3 separate regions of the Sus scrofa genome follow, and all the other regions are linked to region 1. Evidence: chromatin contacts called from public HiChIP or PLAC-seq data. All regions are on one chromosome and are shown on one strand. The core of a region is the stretch at or near the end of the contact, and the rest is flanking DNA. Distances in the headings are between cores, read along the strand shown. Region 1 has its middle 150 kb from the start of ARL4C. Region 2 has its middle 48 kb from the start of ARL4C. Region 3 holds the start of ARL4C (ADP ribosylation factor like GTPase 4C).

The links. HiChIP or PLAC-seq counts read pairs in DNA pulled down with a chosen protein or histone mark.
Region 2: a contact with region 1 is called in an H3K27ac HiChIP or PLAC-seq map of alveolar macrophages. The contact joins two enhancer-like sites. A contact is called at or near these places in 1 of 47 Hi-C or Micro-C datasets (embryonic fibroblasts) and 1 of 2 datasets of contacts at active chromatin or transcription factors (alveolar macrophages).
Region 3: a contact with region 1 is called in an H3K27ac HiChIP or PLAC-seq map of alveolar macrophages. The contact joins the promoter of ARL4C here to the enhancer-like site in region 1. A contact is called at or near these places in 1 of 5 promoter capture datasets (liver), 29 of 47 Hi-C or Micro-C datasets (alveolar macrophages, blood, brain and 14 more) and 2 of 2 datasets of contacts at active chromatin or transcription factors (alveolar macrophages and skeletal muscle).

What each region holds. Positions count from the first base shown.
Region 1 is chr15:134,466,676-134,469,951 of Sscrofa11.1, forward strand. No RefSeq gene overlaps it. Among named protein-coding and RNA genes, the nearest start is that of ARL4C, 150 kb to the right of the region's middle. Within about 2 kb of position 1,651, at least 24 of the 83 cell types and tissues checked have an H3K27ac peak or open chromatin away from gene starts, as enhancers often do. A contact at or near this core is called in alveolar macrophages, liver, mesenteric adipose tissue and 3 more, where this site is marked.
Region 2 is chr15:134,668,173-134,671,448 of Sscrofa11.1, forward strand. No RefSeq gene overlaps it. Among named protein-coding and RNA genes, the nearest start is that of ARL4C, 48 kb to the left of the region's middle. Within about 2 kb of position 1,664, at least 9 of the 83 cell types and tissues checked have an H3K27ac peak or open chromatin away from gene starts, as enhancers often do. A contact at or near this core is called in alveolar macrophages, where this site is marked.
Region 3 is chr15:134,620,524-134,623,799 of Sscrofa11.1, forward strand. It overlaps ARL4C (ADP ribosylation factor like GTPase 4C), which reads right to left and starts at 1,688. Exons shown (of 1, transcript NM_001244315.1): 1 at 1-1,688. The coding sequence starts at 1,468. The coding sequence ends at 890.

The sequences.
Region 1 (3,276 bases), core at 401-2,900:
TAACTTTTGTTTGCTTTTCTCCTGTTGATCTGTCTCCTGTCAATTTAAGGCTTAAACCAACCTGAAGAACCTGGAAGGGAGAGGAAAATTTCTTGCACCCCAAGAAAGGATCTTCCCCTAGAGCTTTTGGAGGGAGAATGGCCCTGCCAACACCTTGGTTTCAGACCTCCAGCCTCAAGAACTGTGAGGGGATTCACATCTGGCTGTAGCTCTTTGCTGCCTACCACACCCCTTGGAAATTAATACAATGCCACACTTCAATGCAAATCTCACTTAAACAAAAAGTCAGCCAAAACTTATGTTGGCAGGGGTGTGGAGTATTCTGCATGGTGCTTGGGATCTCTATTGGAAAGCTATGAATAAATGATCTAAATTGGGCTTTTGTTTTATTCTATTCATAGGGCTATGACCTAAGGAGTAATTACAGGTATTGACAAGGATGTTCACTCCAACATCAATTATTTCTAGGTCTTTATGGTTCTCCTCTCTGACACTGTATGCACTTGTCAACCATTAAAATAAAATTATAAAACTCATTGGTGGTGAAGATGTAGTAGTTTAGGCAATTTCTCTCCCCTGTGGAAGACCAAGTACCAGGGCAGGTGTGGCAGGCTACTTTAGTGAGATATTAATGTGTGGTTATCTTCCTTCTGAATTTCTCCTTTCTCCTTCAAAGAAAGTAAAAAGAGTGAGTATCCTCCTGCTGTGTAATAAACACCACTAACTTAGCTGCTTGAGACAAAACCCGTTCATGGCTCATTGTTCTGTAGGTCAGAAACCAGGCAGGGCTCAGCTGGTTTCTCTGCTCAGGGCCTCACCAGACTGAAATCAGGGTGGCCACCAGCCTACGTTCATTCCAGGTAGTTCTGGAGGAGAACCTCCTTGCAAGCTCATTCAGGTTGGTGGCAGAATTCAATTTCTTGGAGTTGTGGGGATTGAGGTCCCTGTTTGTTGTGGACTGTCAGCCAAGGGTCCTTCTCAGCCCCTGGAGGCTGCCCCACATTTCTTGTCATGCAGCCCCTCCATCTCCAAAACCAGCATAAGGCCTCCTTCCTGTCCAACCATCTCCTTCTGTCTCCAGGAAGGTCCCAGCCTCCTGCAAGGACACTTGTGATTGGGTCAAGCCTGTTGACAATAAGATGATTTAATAAAATAAATTAGTGGGATGGTAAATAAAACACTGTGTTTTGGCATGATATTTGCGTTGTCTTTTCATGGCAGAAGGTAGCAGATACACCAATCTTTCTCTATGTGTGAAAAAGACACCCTGGACCCCAAGCTCTTGACCTAAAAAAGAAGCAGGCAAAGATGGCAGCAGGAAGATTTTTAGTAATGTGGAATGTCTGTCGTTTCTTCACCCTTCTGCCTGTCTCTTGAAAGTTAATCCCATCTACGTCCCTCTGTTTTTTTCCCTCTTCTACACACACACACACACACACACACACACACACACACACACTCACACTTGTCCAGACAACAAGGACTGCCTTGGCTGGCGACTTCCCAAAGGCTTCCAACCTGTTGTAAATCCAAAGCCATGATACATCTGAGCCAGAGGCTCTGCCATTGTGAGTGCACTCTGACCACAGAGGTTAAATCTTACATCAGAAAGACACTGAGACTTTGGAGAAAGGGGAAGTCGGGGCCCCGAGGCCTCGCGTGGGGAGTCCAGCTGACGAGGCACTTGGGCAAGCAGATCAGAGCTGAAACGGCACCTCCTTTCACTTCCTCAGGAGAAAGAGGAGCACGCTGGCCATGTGAGGCTGGAGCCAGGGCTGTGGTTTCCAGCAAATGTCACAGCAAGAAAACGAAGACACTTTTTGCTTTGGAATCTGGCCTCCTAATCCTGGGCCCACGCTGCTCTAATTTCCAGTTGTGGCTTCAGCCTCTGCCCAGCAATTTTCTTTATGGTTCTCTTGACTTCTGACCCCACCCTGCCCACCACACACTCAGCCTCTCCATACATCTTCATCTGCAGGGGCACATGGAGACACACACCCTGTTACACACACACACACACACACACACACACACATGCAGAGTCAGATACACAAATGAGCCTACCCACACACAGGCACACGCGTTCATACAAAGGTAACCTACACCTCTCCAACACAGACACACACACACAAACACACATAGTGTTCAGATGCACACACATGCACGCAACATCCTGGCAGAAACTCCATCCACAGTGTCCTGCCGGCTGTGGCTGTGATTTGATTTCCCAATAGTTTGTTGACCTTCCCCCTAGTTTCCTTCGAAGTCAGTCATGACATTTCTGAAGAAGAGGAAACTGCTGAACAGCCACAGCAACAGAAGCTCAGCCTCAAAGCACCACCTCTCCCCCTCCCCCACCCCCAGGTCCCTGGTGGTCTCGGCGATGCTAGGAGCCCAGCAAAGCCACACCCTGATTGCACAGGCCATGCCCTGTCAAAGGCTCTACAGACTAGGAAGCCAGGTTCCCCACCAGACACAAAACCACCATGTGTCCTGACACCCAACGCCTCTCTGTCAAGGGTGGCTTTCCTGCATCAAGAGGGCCCCAAGCTGGTCTATGGCTCCTGAACTGTTAGATGCATAGCGGGGATTTGGGTACCAAAGTTCATCTTCCTGGTTTCAGGAAGAACAGGAGCTACCTTCTGGGCATCAGTGGATGCTGCTTCACTTGGACGGGGAAATTTAAACAATTAACTTAAATAATTGAACAATTATTTAAACAATTTTTTGATAGATACTTTCCCTCATGAGCCCAGGCAGGAAGTCTGTGAAGCGCCCGGCACAGCATCGAGGGCTTCAGTTGGACATGCCCCTGGAAGTCATCCTGCAAAGTCCAAAGAGGCAGACTCTCCAGCGGCTGTGCTTTTAGGGTCTGGTGTTGTCGTCGTTTCTGCTGCAGAGGCAGCTGCCAGGGCTTTAACATGAAGAAGAGGGTCCCCTGGAGAGATGCCCAGCAGGGGACTCAGGAAGAACAGAGCATGGGCATTGCCCCCCTCCCTCTCCCCACACACGTGATGTTGCTACAAAGCCATCCACAGACTGACCCCCCCTTGTCTCCCAGGCATCCCTTCCTCTCATTTCATAGCCCCTGAACTCCAGCCCAGGAAGACAGGTGGTCTGGTTTAGCCTCCCAGTTCTTCCTCTCGCTAGCCAAGCTCCCAGGACCGGGCAGGAGCTGGCACGTGCCAGGCGCCAGGCTCTCTCCCCGCCCCTTTGTGCTGACACCCAGGCTGGCGGGGGTGAGTGGTACCCAGAGCCCCCGAGCCCTCTTTGGCG
Region 2 (3,276 bases), core at 414-2,913, 200 kb after region 1:
TTAGAAACCTGAAAGTAGAGGCTGACTGAATTAAGATCAGAATATCTCCTTTTAAATACAAGAAGGGGGGAAAAACATATGTGTTTTCTCTAAAAGACGGGAAATGAAAGGACTGACAGTGGACCCCCAAAATGTGACCACATGGCATGGACAAGTAAAGGAGAATTGTTTGGGTTCCAAAATTTAAAAAAATGAGACAAATTAGCTTTGAGGGGAGAAAGAGCAATTCCCTGCTTATACGAGGCATACTTTCAGCAAAAGACTACCAGTGAGAGGCTGGGCGAAGCTCCATCAGGCTGGAAGACAAAACAGCTACCAAAAGGGGGAAGATTGAATTGGGCAGGAAGGTCCTCCATCCTCCACGCCGTCCAGCAGCCCTCGCACCTGCCCTGCACAGACCATACCTCTAACATCCTTCCCGATGTGGCCAGGAGGCTGCTTCCAGGGACCTCAACTCAGTCTGGGCAAGAGCGTCCCCTGATCTTGTCCCCAACCTTCTCTCCCTCCCATCTTTCCCACTTATTCATTCAACACACACACACACATACACACGCAGACACCTCACTCCTTCCTGACAGCCCAGCTCTGTATCCCTGCTTTAGAGAAGACGTCTCCCCGACCCCCTTCCCAACAATTAAATGCCGACCCCCACCGTGCGTCTCCTTCACCGGAGTTACTGCAGTTCCCGACACTGCGTGGGTGCACTCGTGTGTGTGTGTGTGTGTGTGTGTGTGTGTTTTGCTCACCACCAAATCACCAGTCTGAGCGAGGTGCCAGGGGCAGAGCTGGGGTTCGATGTTTGTGAAATAAATAGATGACGTGAATAGCCGAAACCATGACAGCCATCCCCTCGCCCCAAAAAGAGGAAGGGGAGCAAATGGAACAACCAGGAAACGGATACTATTTAAGATCTCTCATGACGTTTCTTTTTTACTTACATGGAAAAATGCTAATAAAACTGTTAAGTAAAAATAAAATGCAACTCCAATATGTATCTACAAATACCTGAAGGTATTTATTTTCCACTGATCTCAGAATTCACTGAGAAAGTATCCAAGGCTGAATGACATTATATTTTAAAGCAAACTATTTGGATGACATAGATATAATTTTACAGAAAATAATTATAATTGGAGTTCCCTGGTGGCTCAGCAGTTGAAGGATCTGGCATTGTCACCGCTGTGGCGCAGGTTGGATCCCTGGCCTTGGAATTTCCGCATGCTATGGGCATGGCCAAAACAATAAAATAAAATAAAAAGTAAAATAAACTGTAACTAAGTAACTAAGATCCTGATGATATCTTCTCCCTTTTATCTAGGCAACGGGAAATCAATTTATTTGATGTTAAAAATCTTTGTGAACAAACCCTAATCCTTCTTGCCGTATTTGCTTTCTGTCTCTGGACAAGGAAGTTGAGAAACGCCTAGGAGTAGACCTGTTCAGGGGCCGGCTCTGCCAGAGGACTCAGCTGTCATGAACCGTCAGTCACAGGAGGGCAGGTGGCCTCCGCAGCCCAAGTCCCCCGCTTGGCCAGACACCTAGGTCGTGGCTTTGCTGCCTGGCCCCTGGTCTCCTGTCCACCTAAGTTCACACAAAGGAGAAGGAGCGTTGTGGTGTGTGTGTGCTGTCACATGTATTAATAGAGTTACTGTGAGACTGTTTGGACTGAAAAAAGAACAGCAAAGTGACTCAGTTGCAAAACTCTTGCATCAGCTGATGCTGAGTTGGCCTCCGTCAGAAATGGAAGTGACTCGAAATGCCCAGAACCATCAGAAGCCCGAGTCAAAACCCATGCACGGCCGGCCACCTTGGCGAGGGCCCGAGCTCACTGTGAGGGGCGCCCCAGCATGGCGGTGGCGGGGAGAGGCGCTGGGCTTAGGACACCTGGGAGTCCCCATGAGGGTAGTCCTTGGGAGCGGATAGGACAGGGATTCCTCTGAACAGGCTCAGGGAGCCTTTTGGCATCTCTGGACCCTGCCTCCCTTTGCTAAGACTTTTCTTCTTCTGAACCCAGACTCCCTGACTGGCTTCTTAAAAGGAGGTGGGAATTCCCTCAAAGGCGACCCCACCGTGGAGCATGATCAGCCCTGTAGGAAAGCTTCTGGAGGCTTCCAAGCCAGGTTAAGGTCTTACAGGAAGCCCCTGAGTGAGTGCCGCAGGCTTGCCCACATTCCAAGCACCTGTGTCCTCCAGGCTGGCTGCCCACTTAGGAACAGCTGGAGGTGGAAAAGCCCTTCACCAAGGCCACTCAGGCCAACACCAGGGTCTAGTGTCCCATCTCGGCGGGTCCTCGGTGAGGCCTGAAAAGACTTTTCTCCTTTTTCCTTCTTCATCTCTCTTCATCCTTCACCACAGCAACTCCAAATAGTCAGCATGTAAAGGGCTAAACAGGTGCACTTGCTTCCTAACTGTCACAGGCTAGATGGCTTAAAACAGTGGGGATTCATTCTCCCGGGGCTCTGGAGGCTACAAGTCCCAAATCAAGGTGTCAGCCGGGTGGCTTCCTCCTGGAGGCTCTGAAGGAGAATCTGTTCCATTTTCTCTCTTAGCTCCTGGGGGTTCCCAGCCTCCCTCAGTGCTTCCTGGATGATGGAGGCCTCGTTTCCATTTCCCCTGGAATGGACTCCCTTCTTAGGACTCCCGAGAACCCTCGGAGAAAACTGCCCTACTGTGGGAGCAATCCTGGGCTCTGGGGCATTAGTTGTGGTGAACTTTTCCCCAGACCTCACGGTCTGATTTTCAGGGCTTGTGAGCATGAGTTTGGGTACCAGAGTCTCAGTCTGAACCCCGAATTCACCAGCACTGCCACCTTGGGCCAATCCTCATTCTCCCCAGAGGTCAAGGGTTCCTCCCTCCTTTAAAATTAGCCTAAGATGGAGTTCCCACTGCGGCTCAGTGGGAACAACCCGACTGGTATCCCTAAGGATATGGGTTCCTCCGGCTCTTCAGCAGGTTAAGGATGTGGCGTTGCCGTGAGCTGTGGTCTAGGCCGCAGACGTGGCTCAGATCCAGTGTTGCTGTGGCTGTGGTGTAGGCTGGCAGTTACAGCTCCAATTCGACCCCTAGCCTGGGAACTTCCATATGCTGTGGGTGTGGCCCTGAAAAGAAAAGAAAAAAAAAAAAGGTAAAAAAAAAATAGAATAAGAGTTCCTACTTCTTAGGATTGTTTTGCAGATAAACAGATAGGGGAAATAAATGGTGAGGCAGCACCAGCACCTGGCGGACGCCTCCTGTGCATTTGCCAGAAAAGGACACAGTCTGGTCATCACAGGCTCT
Region 3 (3,276 bases), core at 438-2,937, 150 kb after region 1:
TTTGTTTTTTTTTTTTTGGTTTTTAAAATTTTTATTGGTCTCTTTGTGTGATAATGACCTACACAACATGGACAGGATCCAAACCATCTGAAAGATGTCTGATTCCAGGCTGAAAAGCAGTTCTCAACAAAACTGGTCTTCCGTAGCTACCACAAAGCACCAGGAAAGGGGCATTCTTCGAGGCCATTCCCCAGCCGAGGCCAGCGCAGCGCCGGGGGCCTTCCGGCTGCCCTCCTGTTCCAGGCAGTCCTCTGATGGCCCAAGCCACCACTTCACTGGGGGCCCAGAGCAGGACAAATGGATTTTCACAGGGGCCTGCCCCTGTGACAGAAAATTCTCCAGCTTTCACAGCCCATGACTGCAAGGACAGGCGGTCCCCCCAGCACCTCCCACTGCCACCAGGCCCCCAAATGGGATTCCCGGGGTTATGGGAGCGGCATACCTCTGGTAACTCACAGGTGCGATCCCCAGTGAGGGCGGGGTAGCCCGAACTTCTGGCCCTGCTGGAGTGGGAAGAAATCGCTTTTTGTCTCTGCCATCTGAGCCTTCCACCTGGGCCCGGAGGGCGGATGGCCAAACCTGCACGTCCACTCCCCAGAGGGGCCCCCCTCCCCAGCAGAAGCTCTGGCGTTCAGACAAAAGGTCCCCCGAGCCGGGGGTGGGGGGCAGGTCGAGCGCAGGTTGGCAAGTCTGCCTACATACCCGGGCCAAGTCACTAGTCCTGCATTTGGGTGCACAGATTCCGCTTTAAAAATTGGAAGCGTCGCTTTGGTTCGCTGTCTTTGTTCGCGGGCGCGCGGGTTCTCGCTCAACCATCCAGCCTTTCATTCATTCATTCCCGACTCACTCGCTCGCTTTCCCCCTCGCTCCGGGAACGCTGCCGGGCGCATTACCGCTTCTTCTTCTGCTTGAGGGACTTCCTGCGTTTCAGGATCATCTCATAGAGCTTGTCCATGCCCTCGGTGAGGCCCTCGCCAATGATGGCGCACGCCGGCTGGACGTGGTAGGTGGTGGCCGGGATGAGCTCGTGCAGCGCCAGCTGCTTCTCGATCTCGGCCACGGGCAGCGACTTGGGCAGGTCCTGCTTGTTGGCGATGACCAGCAGCGGCGTGCCCTGGTTCTCGGCGAACTTGGTCACCTTGTGCAGCTCCGTCTTGGCTTCCTCCAGCCGGTCCACGTCCACCGAGTCCACCACGTAGATGATGCCGTCCGTGCAGCGGCTGTACGACTTCCACAGCGGCCGCAGCTTCTCCTGGCCGCCCACGTCCCAGAAGTGGCAGCTGATGCCCTTGGCCGTGCCGTTGCTCAGCTTGATCTTCTCCGTGTTGAAGCCGATGGTGGGCACCGTGTTCACGAACTCGTTGAACTTGAGCCGGTAGAGCACAGTGGTCTTGCCGGCCGAGTCCAAGCCCAGCATGACGATGTGCAGGGACTGGAAAGCCGAGATGTTGGAGGAGATGTTGCCCATGGCTCCTCGCTGCGGCGCTGGCCACTGCGGCTGCGGCGGGAGGGCGCCGCCCCCCGAGTAGTTACGGGCCCGACGCGGCCGGGCGCACCTGGGCCCCTCCTGCCGCCCTCCGCCGCGGACACCCGCCTGGCCTCGGCGTCCGCGGGGCGCACGACTCTGCGCGCTCAGACGCCGCGGTCCCCGCGCCCGGGCCCGCCGGGCATCGCGTCTCTCGGCGGGCTTTTGTCTTTCTCGAAGCCGCCTCCGCTCCCGCAGCACGGGATGCTCGCGCCCAGCGCCCTCCCCCGGCCCCGGCTCGCTCTGCGGCTTCCTTCGGCCGCGCCCCCGCGCTCCGGCCGCTGCCGGGGATCTCCGCGGCTGCCGGCTCCGGGCTCCGGGCGTCCGGCGAGCGCTTCGACCTGGGCGGCGCCGCGGGGCCGCTCCCGCTCCCGGGCGCGCCTCACAGGCGCAGGCGGGGCGCGGGCTTCCCCGGGCGTAGCTGCCGGCGCGGCCGCCTTGCTGTCCCCGCAGTCCCCGCGCCGCCGCCGCCGCCGCCGCCGCCGCCGCCGCAAGCCTGCAGCGGCGGGAGGGCGCCCAGCTCCGCCCCTCGCGGGCCCCGCCCCCGCCCCGCCCCTCGGCCCCGCCCCCGCCCCGCCCCTCGCGCGGCCGGGGGTCGGGCGTGGACCTCCCCGCCTGGCGGGCCGCTTTCCCGCCTTCCGCGCTTTCGGAATCGCCCTCGGAGTCCCCTCCCGCGCCGCGCCCAGACAATGGGCCCCAGAGCCCGCTCTTCCTCCCCGGTCTGCTGACGCATCTTGTAAAAATAGCTCCCGGCTCCCGGAATTCCCGCCCCCCCAGCCCAGGCGGGCGGACTGCTGGCGGGACTGTAGCCGTGGGCGGTGCAGCCGGCTTAGGGAAGTGGGTTCGGGGGTCCGGGCTCTGCGGGCTTTGGCGCAACCTGGAGTCCAGGGGAAGCGGGCCGGGACAGCTCAGCCGAGGAGTTGGGGGGCAGCCGGGGTGGGGCTGAGAGTGCCTGGCTGGGGAGTGAGGGAGGTGGGTCGGGTCCCCCTACTCCCAGGAGGGGGGAAAGGCCAGCCCTGGCCGCAGGGAGCCAGCTCGGGCTTGTTTCCACTCTCGCGCCCTTTGCGGTGCCCTGGACCCTGGCCCTCTCTGATGCCCTGGCTCGATTCCCTGCTGGAGCTCCAAGGAGGCTCCACCGGGTCACTGCTGCACTCGGGCCCAGGCCTGTGCCCAGGGCACCCTGGAGGCCTAGCCTTTCCTCCCTGGCGACGGCGACGGACACATCTGACCTGCCTGCCCCAGAAAACACCGGCAACGAACAACTCACCAGTCCCAGGGAGCCCCTTTCTGGCTGCCTTATTTTTGTTTCCACGACTCTGCTGACATCCCGGGTCAAGGGGTGCATCTCAGGAGAGCACCCTCTACCACCCGACTTTGAGAACTGAGAACCACCTGCCCACAGTTGAAACACTCCTGCTGCACCTGGCCCTCCAGACACACGGGCCTGGAACAAAACATGTCAGTAGTTTGGGGTGGGTGGCACTGCAGGTAACACACTGGTGTGGGTGGGGTCCCTGGTTTCCACCTCCCCTTCTCCAATTCAGTGGTCTTACTCTGGTTTGTAAACAGGTAACAAAGGTTCATCCTCTCCAGGTGACAAGCCAACTGATGGCGCGTTCCAGTACGCACAGACCTGGGGCAGGGCTGCTCAGCAGGTGAGGCGGCAGAGGCAGAGTGGACACGGCTTCATCCCAACTCCAGCTTAGGAGGCAGCAAGACGGAAAGAGTGAAAAGGGGGCTGGAAATGGAAG